Linked DNA regions of Drosophila melanogaster: all the other regions are linked to region 1. A link is a contact called in public Hi-C and targeted proximity ligation data. All regions are on one chromosome and are shown on one strand. The core of a region is the stretch at or near the end of the contact, and the rest is flanking DNA. Distances in the headings are between cores, read along the strand shown.

Region 1 (2,700 bases), core at 67-2,566:
TTATCTCTCAGTTTAATTCATTTACTATCACATGGTTTTTCAGGTTATCAGACATTTATATCGTTTCTCTTATTAACACGTACACCACTTGTTAAATTCATAAAAGATGATGCATCAGAAAATGCTTCTAGTTCCTTATCAATCGATAAGAAAGTTAAAAAAATATTTTCTTTCGACATGAAAAAACCTGAGAATTGGTACTCTTTCAATGATGTTTGGCTATTTAATTTGTTTTGATTGGCTGCCGAAACTCGTGGATTCACTTAGAGCAATTCTGTGTTAAATTAGTCCAATTGCTGGCTATATTTATTTATGAGTTATATACTTTTGTAAACTTACTTCAACGATTGACGGGGATGTCCGCTCATGAAGTCCGCCAGAAAACTAACGGGTGGACTGTGACTGAATATGGGCGGACTGTGCGAAATCATTTTATATATGGCTTCGATCTGCGCTGATTACAATGATCTCTACAAACAAGGAACTTTGGTATGGAAGCCCCTGTGGAAAAATATAGAAAATTAACGATTTGTTTTTGTTGCTAATCGAAGCGCGGCAATAAATGAACGTTTAATTGGAAAGTAATGTGTAAATAGAATGCATGATCCGAATATATAATATATGTTTATGAAATTTCATATTAATTGCTAATCTCAGGTGGAATCGGAATTAATGATGGTATAATATAGCAATACCATTTCCATAAGAGATAACATTCGAAACGTTGTTAGTTTGGTCCAAATGCATGTTAAAATCAGTTTGATTCGAAACAAGGTGATGTAAATGCTGATACCCAAAATAATAAAATGCCCCCCTTCTTATGTTTTATAAAGTTTTTCATGATATGTTTATTGTGTAGTTTTAGCTTTACAACTAACCGTTAATTGTTATCTCCACTCTGTTTTCCGCTTCACTTTTGACTTCTGGCTAGGAGGTAAGGAACTTTTCTTTTTCTTGTGCAGTCAATCCACTTTAAATTTTACTGTGATCTTTCTTTCTTTGATCTTATTTAAATTTTTACTTTTTCATTTGTACATCACGCGTGAGCGTCAGACAATGAAAAACGATCGTTGGGACGGAACCTTAATTGAATTTATTAAAATCCTCCGATCGGGGCACTTTTTTCGTGGTCACACACACAAAACGACGAACGATTTTTAATAGATTTTTCGCGGACTTTGCTTAAGTGTAGCTAAATTTTCTTGTGTCAATTATTTAACACGGACAAAAAAACAGCAACTAGTTTCCGTCGCGTTCCCCGCTTCGTTCCGTTCCTCCTATGAACCGTACGCTTCGACGATGCGAAAACGAATGAAAATGTTTGTTGCTGCAACTTGCCGTTAAGACTTGATCGGGGCGACAGAAAAAGAGAGAGAGAGAAAAAGAAAAAGAGAGAGATTGGTTGTTTGAATTCCCTTCCAAGACATATAGACATGTTAGTGGAGCGTTTGTAATGTTATCAGAATGTTATATATTCAAGAGGCCAGTATATAAAAACAGAAAACAGAAATAACAGTAAAGCAGAATAAAATAAAATCATCCCATTTTTACTACTAATGAACGACCACATAAAACAGTTAAGTTTTCTGCTCTGTTAGTACTTTAAAGGGTATACATAATTCAGCGTTCTGAACTCGCGTTAGGTTTCTAGAATAGCCCCGGTCTCTCTCTCACTCTCTCTCTCTCTCCTGATCGACGTGGCTTGCATATTTTGATTGCATTTTGGTATTCCGCAGTGATTGTAGTTGTGGTTTCGATTTAGCGTCGGTCCTAGTTGCTTTGATTAGTTTTGGCGCCACTGGCGGTGACAAAAGTCAAAACGGGTGTCAGCCCCTCGAGACATGATCACATGCACGGGAAGCATCCCATCTCCCAAAATCAAATTTCCCACTGAGCCTCGTGGCGCTCAAGTGAATTTCAAGGAGTTTGGCAAACACTTTTTCCGTCTCAGCTTTTTAAATATTTATCTTATCGAAGTCGATAGGTTATAGCCTCTGGTCTGTTCAGTTCAATATTTATAGCCTTACGAACTAGAATTGGTATTATTAGTTAAATTGTTTTTTATTATAAAAGATATTTCACACACAGATTTATAAGGGCCTCTTCCGCACTCAATTGAATATGGGACATTATTCACCACTCGACTCATTTGTGAGTGGGTTTTGGTTTTATGTGTCTGCCCACGCATTTCTTTTATGTGAGGGTGCTCCCCTGACATATGTAAATCAATTAGGCCTTCCATTAGGGTCTCGTGAATGAGACACTTTTAGTCTATTTTCATTGCTGAACTTATAAAAAGCTCTTCGAATTTAATCGATTTTGGTAATAAAAAAGGAAAATATGCAACTATATTAATTGAAATTTTTTATAAATAATAAATACTATAAAACCTAAGTCTATGTCTCAAAAAGTACTTTATCTGCTTTGATAAGTTATCAGCTGATTATAAATGCATTCGTATTAAAAATAGTCCAAGTCATTAGTGATTATAGCTTAAAATTCCTCATCAATCCCATAAAACTCGCGCGTAAGGCCATTATTAAAATAGAAATCAACACCTAAACCTGCGTAAGAGGCTCAAAATTTCAAATACTCAACTAATGAAGCATTGAAATTGATTTTCCTCGTCGCTTTTTCTTTTCCAATCTATGCATGTAGAGTTCAGGCCAGTTTCGACCCACATGATATCTGTCGTACCCA
Region 2 (2,700 bases), core at 74-2,573, 280 kb before region 1:
TATGTTAAGTAGAGAGCGACAGAGACAGAGAAAGCCTGATCGGAGAAAAGGGTTCTACAGGTGACAAAGACAAAAGACTGCCAAGACTCCTTTAATGTCATCATTATTGTCAATATAACAAGTTTATTGACTGGCAGCAGATGCCTAACCCCCCACACCTCCCTTGGCGATCCACCACGGGGTCATTAGACAAATTCCCGCGATAAGTTCTCTTCACTCATGCTAAAGCTCAGATTAAACGCAAGTTAATGACTTAATTAACTGCCGGAAAAAAGCGAGCAAGTAAACAAACAACAGCAAAAACTAAAGATAAAGATAAATGGTAAATGCAAGTGCGCAGAGAAATGGTCGACGATAAAAATTGTCGCAGAAATCAAGGAAATTAACGCGTGCAAATATGTATTTCTATAGAGGAAGAAAGCTGGAGAAAAGCAATTATTATAGGTATATTCCAGTAGAGGGCAAATGTCTTCTAACGGCACTTGCAACAGCTGAAGATTACCAAAGAACAGTGGGAAGTGTAACGGGCATCGATGGATTGATATAAAAAGATAAGAAGGTGCGGTGACCTAAGCAATATGACATTTTAGAAACTGAAAAATATTTAGCTGACATGCACTGTAACTTTTTGACATTCGGACATAAATGTTGTATACTCATTTCGTTTTCGGATATGTATCCCATTTCAGCAAGGATTTTTTGCTGGCAAAATGATTCTAGTCTTTTTATATTGGAGCCATTTTAAATGCAGCACTTATTTCTTTTATTCATTTTATAAGCATAAGATTGGTTATAATTTATTATATCGAAAAAATGGTTAATTAATTAATATTTAAATTGGAATCTATAAATATTTAAGTATTTACAAAGTGAATATCGATGTTCAAATTTCCATTGAGCGGGCCCAACACCTAGATTTGGGCACAGCTTCCGCCCCTAATTTCCTATTAGCCCTGTCGATTGCATAATCATCTTGAATTCTAATTAATTAAATGGTCTCTTATTTAGTTGTTTGTTGATGCTTTCTTTTTCCTGTCTGCTAATCAACAGGAGGCCAAGAAGTTGAGAGGAGACAGAGTGCGAGCGAGACAGCATCCAAACAAAAGGCATAACAGCCCTGTCTTTCACTTCGCTCTCTTTGGCTCTCTGGCTCTCCCGCCGAGAGTGTCAAATTCAAGGTCGCCCCCAGTGCTATACTACAAAGCGTATAGCTGAATAAAACCTCCTCTCACACCATTCGAGCGAAAGAGCGCATATTCAGCGTGTGAGCAGGAGAACGATACGGTGAGAGAGCGGCTTGGAAAGAGCCCCATGTTTTCAGTTCCTCAGTTTGTCAGCGTATGCCCTACCATGCGGATGTGCTCGCGGATTGATTTCGACTCGAACTCCGGCTCCGTTTTCGTCTTTTAACGTAAGTCCCGTGCGAAAAAGTTGAATTCGACTCCGTGTTTGTTCAGTTATTTTTTTGCGCGGTTTTCGAAAAAGTGAAAGAAATAAGGAAATTCAAAAAGCGGGGGAGGCATAAATGATATACAGCTAACGGTACTTATGTATGTGCATACAGCAAGATAAAAATGTGGCTGCTAGAAAAGTAAAGCCCGGTACTGTGCCAGATAAAAGCCAACGCTACTAAGTCCTAAAGACCCCCAAAAATTAAATTTTGACACAATAATATTTTGCCAACAACAAATAGCAAAGTCGAATTCAAACGGTTAAACCAAATTGAAGTCGGAAAATAACAAAAAAAGTCTAAACAAAATAAAGAGCAAAAGCAAACGCAAATAAGAGAATAGAGAGAAATATTTATTATTTGCTTATAAGGCCAAACTAAATATTTGCCGCCGGCAAATATTTAAAAGGTGTTAAGTGTTTCGTGGGAGTGAAGTTTTTAAACAGGGAAAATAAATCAAATAAGTATTCAATGGTGTATAAGTGAGTGCAAGTAGATGAGCAACATGTGTGTGTTTTAAAGTGTTTAAAGAGATCGAGAAAAAGCCCCAAAAGTTATTTGACAGCGATATCGAAAAATTCCAAAATGTGGCGTCAAATCCTGTTTATTTTACCCACCCTGATACAGGGGGTCCAGCGCTACGATCAGAGCCCCCTCGATGCGAGTCCGTATTATCGCAGCGGCGGGGGATTAATGGCCAGTTCTGGGACCGAACTAGATGGACTGCCACATCACAATCGCTGTGAACCCATCACCATATCGATCTGCAAGAATATACCATATAACATGACCATTATGCCAAATCTTATTGGCCATACCAAGCAGGAGGAGGCGGGTCTGGAGGTCCATCAGTTTGCTCCGCTCGTGAAGATCGGCTGCAGTGATGACCTCCAGTTGTTCCTCTGTTCCCTGTACGTTCCGGTCTGCACAATTTTGGAGCGACCCATTCCGCCTTGTCGATCTCTGTGCGAATCGGCGCGGGTATGTGAAAAGTTAATGAAAACCTACAACTTTAACTGGCCGGAAAATCTGGAGTGCTCCAAATTTCCCGTCCATGGAGGCGAGGATTTGTGCGTGGCGGAGAATACCACATCATCGGCCTCCACGGCGGCCACGCCCACAAGGAGTGTGGCTAAGGTCACTACCCGTAAACACCAGACGGGCGTAGAAAGTCCGCACCGAAACATTGGATTCGTGTGCCCCGTGCAACTGAAAACGCCTCTGGGAATGGGCTACGAACTAAAAGTTGG
Region 3 (2,700 bases), core at 63-2,562, 330 kb before region 1:
CTAAAACGAACCCACAAAAGTGTTTCTTGTCTACCTTTTATCTAAGCTGAAAAATCGCCCGAAGAATTGGCCATAATGTGAATTTATGTTCCCACACACACTCATACACTCGCAAGTCCATAAAAGAGGCGCCTATTTCTGGGGGCGTGGCAGTGGGAGCAGTTGGCAAGTAGAAATCCTACGCTTTCCATTACGTCATGTTGGCTTTCCGTATATTACTTTTTGCACAAGGTTGTCCAAGGCGAACGGGGCGTTACATTAATGGGTAACTAGTCAAAACGAATCGAATCGGTTTCGAGTTCGAGTTCAGTTGGGGCTACACTTGTCTTGGCCAACTATGGATTGTATCTTTCTTGTCTTCGCTATTCGGTCGCACTACAATTTATTATAAGTAATGAGACAGTGGAGAGTCGAGTTAACAATTACGACCTACGTGCGAATAACCTTCTTTCGTTAAATCATCTTGAACTTTTGGCATTTTGAGGGGAGATTATCTAAGGGTCTTGAAGTAGCTTGTTTTTAATTTTTATTTTTATTTATGAGCGAAAAATACATAAAAAATGATTATAAAGCTTATAAAGGGAAAGTCCGTGCAACTTATTAAATATGCCAAACCTACTTTATCGAACATTGTGTTTACAACGTTCTCGGTTACTAGCCAATCTTATCGTACTTCAACCTTCCTTTATTTTCCCCTTATAACAATTCTTATGTATATGTATACCCAAATAGCAATTGTTGTCTTGGAAACTCACTAGGCCCTGGACTTTAATATATACACAAAATGTGCTAAACCCAAAGAAGTCGGGGATAGAAGAGTTTTAAAGGAGTGCTATGCGTTCATATAGACAACAAACAAATGAATAAATATAAATGCAATAGCAGCTTCTTTAAAACGTGGATAATTCTCACAGTTTGTATTTGCTTTGGCAAATAAATATTGACTATTTTTTTTGCCTAATTATACAAACATACACTCATCGCGTGGATGGATATATAAAGTTTGTACACAACTGCAAATGAAAGGTAAATATAGCCGGCTTTAAAAGTATCTGTGAGTTTTGCGTTGATTAAGGCGGCGGTTAAACAAATTAGAAGAGTAAATAAGGTCTGTAAGATTAGACACGGATAAAGGTATTTTAAGGACAATATTACCTTAAAATATCCAAATATACCGATCATTTGCAATGTATTAAAAATTGTGGAAGCCAAAGCAGGCATTTTTTTTTGCTACTGGATTTTATAAAGAAGGCTGTGAAATGAATTTCAACGAGCCCTTACTTCAGATCCCTGACTAGCCCAGAATATTCGTCAGTTCAGTTCCAGCTGTTCTACTGTACGGTTCTCTTGAAAGTCGTTACTTTTTTTTATCATAAAGCTGACACCACCAAGTTATCCGGTAAATATATTTCTTGTTTTTGAACAAGGCATCGTTCGATTTTAAACCTAATAGATCTGGCTTTTCTCCGAAAATTTTCGGCATCTGCGAAGATGTCGTTGCCACGCGTTTACTTCGATATAGCCGCAGGAGGTGAGAAGTTAGGTAGAATTGTGATGGAACTACGTTCGGATGTGGTGCCCAAGACGGCGGAGAATTTCCGGGCCCTCTGCACCGGAGAGAAGGGGTACGGCTACAAGGGATCACCATTCCACCGCGTCATCCCGAATTTCATGTGTCAGGGCGGTGATTTCACTAATCAAAACGGAACTGGAGGACGCTCCATTTATGGAAACAAGTTTCCCGATGAGAATTTCGAGCTAAAGCATACCGGAGCTGGTGTACTTTCGATGGCCAATGCTGGGGCCAATACCAATGGATCTCAGTTTTTCATTTGCACCGGGAAAACCACATGGCTGGATAATAAGCATGTCGTGTTCGGCAAGGTCGTTGAGGGAATGGATATCGTCCAGAAGGTAGAATCTTACGGTTCACAAGATGGGAAGACCAGCAAGAAAGTAATTATCGAAGACTGCGGAGCCCTCTGAAGGGTGTCAATACATAATAGTGCTGTCAATCACACATTTACACTATTACACTGAAATTATACTTTTCAAGAAAACTTTGCAAAATAAAAGGGGGTGCAAAAAAATGTATTTTGTCGGTTCAACTATTTACATCGCTCTCATATGTTACGCATTTCAGACCAATTCGTTGAATAATCCGGTGCACCCTGAACAGCCCAGTTCCCTGACTCATTTTCCTTTGATTTTTCTTTCCATTACTTTTAATTGACTCAATTTAGTTCAAGAGTTGCTCACATATGTCGCTTTTGATTCTTTCCACTCGATTCTCATTCTGTCTCCCATCACCTTTCCCTCAAGCCATTCTATCCACTTTACCCGAATGCACTTTGCAAATGTCTATTAAGTCACATACACTGATGAAAAAAAAGAATTAACCACCAGTAATACATATGTATATGTTTGGTAAAGTGCACTTTACTAAATACATTCAAAAACTCAAATTGAATCCATTATTTTTTAAATATATTCTGCAATATAAGTTTTGTTTAAACAAATATTATATTTGGAAGTTAGTATTTCTTTTCAAACCTAAAAACACCTGGCTAACTATGTTATACAATGTGTATATGTGTATGTGCATATAAGCCACTCAGCAAACAAAATTTTCTTTTCTCAAGTGCATGTAATACGAATTTCCAACACTGCTAAGTCACATTAGTGGAATTTTTCTATTGC
Region 4 (2,700 bases), core at 47-2,546, 360 kb before region 1:
ATTTCCGTGCACGTCCGTTGCCAATGCAACAGCTGAACTTGAGCTCCTTTGCTTTGTTTACGCTGTGTTGCTACGACATCGTACCTGTTGCACCTGTTCAACAAGTCTCATTGGCCTCTTCTATGGGTTTGGTTTGCTTATCATGAATCTATCAACGAAATGTAGGTGAGTCGTGTATTACTTGTTATCTTGTTTTTTTACATGTATAATTTAATTTTACATTTTTATGTCAGGTAAACATTTAAAAAAATTAATAGTGTTACATATTTATAAAATACTTTAAAAAAATGTATAAAGTCCACTATGAAGCCTAGCTTTAAAAATGTATTTTTTCATTATTTAAGTTTGGGGAACAATGATTTATAAATAAATAAACGGTTTATTACTTTTAAAAATGAATTTTGAATTCGAAAATTATTGACTTAAACAGTGTGGTTCATGTCCTCGCTGTCAGGGCTTAGCCGTGTCAATATTTTCTACATTTTTAACTACACGAGTATTCTACAAGATTTGTTACACAGCGTTCACACCAGACAATACTCAAAATTTCACTTTCAATTATAAGCAATTTAAATCATTTATTGAAATTTATGTTTTCATTAAGGTCACTTTATTCTACAGTCCAGAACTGACAGTTAACAGATAACCTAGCAGAAAAAAGTGTCAATGACTTCGTAGCGATGACGTGGAAAAATTTTATGCGGAACTAAAGTGGATTTCAACTTATGATTTGCTAGAGTGAGCCCGCTTGCCATAAGGACATAAAATATTATAGCTTTGATATCTCCCAAAATATTTCAGCTAATTAATTGGGACAACAACCCAAATGAAGCTATCGAATAATAATCGATTAAGCAAAAAAGGCGGCTAAAGTATATGTTTATTAAAGTCGCTTAGTAGTTCGATAGGTCTTAGCGAGGACTAGGTCCGATAACAACTTTGGTATGTGTCTACGATAGTCCAATCAGACAGTTGAAATAAAACTCTAATGTATTTCCTAAGGTAAATACTTTACAAGAAAGCTATATAAATAAAGTTCTATAACACCTATGAAAATTATATATGTGCAAAATAAAAAAATTAGATAGAGCACAAAAGCATTTGTGTTTCAGAAACCTGCTACTCTGTTAAGTAGTTCAAAATATCAGAGAGTTAACATAGCTAGCGAAAAGAAGAGTGACCGTGTTTGTGGCAGCGAAATATACTGCATGTAAGCAATCCTAAGAAATCAAGGATATTGTGGATCTACGAGACTGGCCACACTTTGCCATATATAAGCCAATGCAAACCGGAAACAACGCGATTTCGGTCGTCGAATTTAGTTTGAAGCGGACGCATCGTCGGGCTGGCATATATCGAAACTGCAATTGCATTTTTTTAATATTTTTACTCGTAATCAAGCGTTAGTTGTTGCTGCGCGCGTGAAGTCGAATTGTATAGAAGTATCGGAAAACGACATTATTTAAAACCATTAGGAATATACAATTGGACTTTGGCGTTTTATTACTTTTACATATTTTCGATAGCGCGCGCGGTGATATTTCCCACGTAAAACCACCAAATCACAACACAGCTCAAAAAATAAGTTAAAGACGTTGCCAACGTTACGCACGCGTACAAATACAATTTACCAATAAAAAATGCAGCTATAAGTGCTTTGATATGCGAAGAATGCTGAATTAAGTGAAAGTGTAAGAAAATCGAATAAAACACAATAAACAAAGCCGATTTTAGGCAATATTCGGCTCAACTACCTGTTCTGCAACAAATACATAAACAGAAACAACAACAACACCGAGATCCAACTGTTGCGCTTCGCCGGCTATCTTCGTCTCCCTCTCTCCTTAGACTGCGCGCGTGTGTGTGTGTGTTCCTGTATTTTCACCATTCAGTTGTTGTTGTGGCTTTTCGCCAAGTGCAAATAATTCGTTTTTTTTTGTTTTTAACCAAATTCATGTTCAGCTAACGGTTAAAGCCACTCGTCTGCTCCAATTGGATACGCAAATATATTTCAACAGGTGCGTTGCCCGAACTAACTGTGTGCAAAACGGTTCCCAATTAGCAAATGTTTAAACTGTACTGTTATACTGTTTCTTTAAAAGAAGAAGAGGGAAAAACGAGATAACTGAATAGATAAGGAGATCTAATTGGGCAATAATAACTACTTTTGGGTGCAAAATATTAAGTTCTATAGTACAAATCTCGAAAGTTAAACCTCCTACAGAATCTGACTGTAGGAAAGATAATATACCCCAAATGATCTCATCTCATCTAATCTGATCTTTAGTTTATACTAAGCTTATACTAAGACAGAGTTATAAATATTTCGAGATAAATAGTTTCTTTACAGCTAAGCTGTGAAACTATTTAAAAAAAAGTAGCTTGTCATATTAAGTATTCAACTTATCCTAATAGTTTACTATGTAAATTAGGTTAGGAAAACATAAAATGATATTATAGGCATGATATCATTTAAACATATTATTGTTAGAGAAAGTAATGTTTGTTATTTAACACATTTATATTAACTGCGTGACTAGTGTGCCTGTCAGATGACGCACTTAATTGCTTCCCATCCTTTATTATTAATTTCTTTTTGTGTAATCACACATTCTCAATAATATTGATTCTCAAATACGCAGTCATTTGAAACAGCTTAGAAAAAGACACTTTGGTATCGTCATTCTGTTGTTTTGGGCC
Region 5 (2,886 bases), core at 45-2,544, 500 kb before region 1:
ATTCTGGTGGGACACGGCCTGCGCAACGATCTTGCCGTACTGGGCATCCGCCATCCGTTCCATGACATTCGTGATACGTCGCATTATAAGCCGCTGTGCAAACTCATCTCTAATACCCACACGCCCAGCTTAAAACGCCTGACAAAGGCCGTTCTGGGTCAGGAGATCCAAACGGGCGAGCATAATTCCGTGGAGGATGCACGTGCCGCCATGGGTATCTACAATCGCGTTGCCGTCGACTGGGAGAAGTATCTGGAGAAGAAGCGGCATCAACAGCAGCACTATTAGCAGCTCACTCGGGGAGCCCCATTGCACTGAGGGGTGTTCCATTACGGTAGTCTTAAATTTTTAAGTATACACACGGGTTTCATTCACGTGAAACTGTTGCTTAAATGTATAAAATGTTACAACCTTAGCCATAGTTCTTTCTTGAAGGCATCGGAGCGGTTTTCAGCACGTAATGTGCCACTCAAAAGCAGGCTCGGATCTCATGATGAAACCATTTTTATGTTTACACATTCTTTTGTTTAATATCGGAAAGCTAAAATTAAAATTCTTTCTTTGCTTTGGGGAAATTATCCTACAGGGCTTAACTAGCTCTTAGTGTTGTATTCTACATTTTAGGAAGCCGCCACCTCTTTCGGTGAAGTTCGGCTAGTACTGGGTCCGTGGATGGCCTCGTGCCGTTCCATTAGCTCCCGCCAAGGATCCTCCAGCATGGAGGGATGAAAGTACTGGCCGAAGGAGCTGCCGCTCTGGTTTTGTTCCCTGTTCTGGTGGCTCCTCGGATGATCCCAGTTCTGTTGGTTCCTGCGATTGAAGCTGCCGCCGCGTCCGAAATTCCTGCCCTGACCGTAGGGCCGATGGCGCTGCGGCTCCTGTGGGGATTTGTTCTGGTAGAAATGAGGAACATTTTGCTGGCCCTGTTTGTCCTCGTAGAAGCCAACGTTTGGATTTTGTGGCTTCTGCTGGCCACCGAATTGCTGCGCTCTGTAATCCGCGGACTGCGATGGGTACTGGCCGCCTTGTGGGCAGTAGGGCGGCAGGTTGTTATAGTTCTTGCGAGGGGTGCTCATGATTGCAGTCGTTAAAGCTTATTTAAGCCAATAATGGCTTATTTCCTTGGATCCGAAATGTAAAACAAATGTTTTTTTATTTTAAGTGCGACCGTTGGCAATTACCACAAAAATGCATATTAATTAAATCAACTGGCTTAAAACTTTGCTAAGCGCAGTTTTCGGCACATTTAGGGTGTTTTCCCGCCAGTCTTTGGTTTCCGTGCGCAGACCCAGTTCGGTCACACTGTCCCGAATATTCGTGTAGCGCGGTTGTCGTGCGGTCGGTCGGCAAAATAAAGTGCATTTAACTGCAGTTGCTCTCGGTTCCCACACTTATCGCCCACAGACCGAGTCTAATGCGGTGTGTAAGGCAAATTGCAAGCAATTCGCACGTCCCTCGCTCGGAAAAACCTGCAAACAAAGCACAAGAGGCGTCGCCTGCCGCAGGAGCCTTTCATCGAAATCTGGTCCTTTGTCTGTGTTTGTGTGCCTGCATCCGTGTCTTGCTGTAGGTGTGTGTGTGTGTGAGTGCTAGTGGCTGTGTGCCTGTGTGAGTGCCGCCGTTGCACCACCAGCAACAACAACAGCAACAACAGTAGCAACAAATTGTGTTTTTGCTTACATTGTCAGAAAGAAGTAAATTAAATTATCAAAATTTTGGAACACAGCACTTTTTACACTTACTTTCAAAACAAAAAAAAAAAATAAATAAATTAAACAAAAAACAAAAAAGGCAACCAAAAATAAGAAAACACACGCCCGGAAAATAGTCACTTTCGATTGGCCAGTTGTTCTGAGCGTTCGATAGCAGAGAAACAGGCAGCAGCCGCTTTGGATATCTTCAACGGAATCAAAGAGCAACTTTCAAGTTGCCCGGAACGCACGCGTGCCCTTTGCCGGACTGTATGGGGTACCCTCTCGCTGTCCCTTAGCACTGCGCTCCAAGCGGCGACCATCGAGGACGCCATCGGCGGCGGAGGATCCGGATCCCGGGGATTACAGGATCCAGGGGGAGGAGGCGGCGGAGGAGGAGGAGGAGGCGGCTCCGTCTCCGGCTCGGTTTCGGGCTCTGGTCGCTTTGCCACCATAATGGGCGCCGTCAAATCGCGAACCATCACCAGCGCTGATGTGGACGCCGATGAGCAGCTGCAGCATCCCCATTCGCATGCGCACCATCACTCGATGCGCAATGGCCACCAGCACAACGGTTCCATCTCTAGCGGCACGCTGCAGAAACAGGATCTGCGCTACGACATCGGCTGCAGTTCCCAGTACCAACATGTCAGGCAGCCGAGCCTGCGGAGCCGGAGCCAGCAACCCATGCCCACCACAGATGAGCTGGACCGACGATTCGCCAAAGTGCTGGTAAGTTAATCCGAATACCATGACAAAAAAAAAACTTAGGTATTAAAATATGGCTTAAAGAACAATTTTATACTTTCATTAAATTCATTATAATTTGCTAAATTTTAGATATACAAATTTATTTATTTATTTTTACCTATTTTACGCTCCATGTACCATTCAAATCCTAAATGACAGGAAAGTCTCAAAGAAATATATTTCAAATATACATTTATACTTCAAAGATTTAAAAAATATAATTCCTTTCTGCCAAGTTTAAAAATAACGCCTTGTAGAATTAATTAACTAGCAATCCCTTTCCAAAAAGCATTGCATAGTTTTTGGCAAATAAAATTCCTTTCATTTATTAGCTTACAATATGTTTCATACATATATTTTGTATAACATACGATTTTAATATACATTTCTGTTTATGAACGAGTAAGCTATTTTGGGTGATCAGCTTGGTATCAAGAAATAAATT

Evidence for each region. Hi-C and Micro-C count contacts between places; a contact is called where the count stands out from the background.
Region 2: a targeted proximity ligation map of the Kc167 cell line shows a contact between it and region 1, with 6 times the contacts expected there. A contact is called at or near these places in 1 of 107 Hi-C or Micro-C datasets (wing imaginal disc) and 2 of 7 datasets of targeted methods (both in the Kc167 cell line).
Region 3: a targeted proximity ligation map of the Kc167 cell line shows a contact between it and region 1, with 5 times the contacts expected there. A contact is called at or near these places in 2 of 7 datasets of targeted methods (both in the Kc167 cell line).
Region 4: a contact with region 1 is called in a targeted proximity ligation map of the Kc167 cell line, with 4 times the contacts expected there. A contact is called at or near these places in 4 of 107 Hi-C or Micro-C datasets (embryo and embryonic neurons) and 2 of 7 datasets of targeted methods (both in the Kc167 cell line).
Region 5: a Hi-C map of the Kc167 cell line shows a contact between it and region 1, with 3 times the contacts expected there. A contact is called at or near these places in 5 of 107 Hi-C or Micro-C datasets (the Kc167 cell line, the ML-DmBG3-c2 cell line and the S2 cell line) and 1 of 7 datasets of targeted methods (the Kc167 cell line).

The regions. Positions count from the first base shown.
Region 1 is chr3L:14,549,659-14,552,358 of dm6, forward strand. It overlaps Gbs-70E (Glycogen binding subunit 70E), which reads right to left and starts at 1,317. Exons shown (of 6, transcript NM_001274913.1): 1 at 879-1,317; 2 at 340-501. The coding sequence starts at 431.
Region 2 is chr3L:14,273,020-14,275,719 of dm6, forward strand. It overlaps fz (frizzled), which reads left to right and starts at 1,324. Exons shown (of 5, transcript NM_080073.3): 1 at 1,324-2,700. The coding sequence starts at 2,036.
Region 3 is chr3L:14,216,892-14,219,591 of dm6, forward strand. CG7768 reads left to right here and starts at 1,313. Exons shown (of 2, transcript NM_168584.4): 1 at 1,313-1,399; 2 at 1,454-2,083. The coding sequence starts at 1,492. The coding sequence ends at 1,986. All of the region lies in intron 7 of nuf (nuclear fallout), which reads left to right.
Region 4 is chr3L:14,189,574-14,192,273 of dm6, forward strand. nuf (nuclear fallout) reads left to right here and starts at 1,297. Exons shown (of 12, transcript NM_001259821.2): 1 at 1,297-2,018. nan (nanchung) reads right to left here and starts at 75. Exons shown (of 9, transcript NM_140439.3): 1 at 1-75.
Region 5 is chr3L:14,051,921-14,054,806 of dm6, forward strand. It overlaps Frl (Formin-like), which reads left to right and starts at 1,295. Exons shown (of 9, transcript NM_001144476.3): 1 at 1,295-2,423. The coding sequence starts at 2,148. CG6833 reads left to right here. Exons shown (of 1, transcript NM_140432.5): 1 at 1-549. The coding sequence ends at 288. CG13484 reads right to left here and starts at 1,159. Exons shown (of 1, transcript NM_140433.2): 1 at 508-1,159. The coding sequence starts at 1,076. The coding sequence ends at 621. It also overlaps asRNA:CR46067.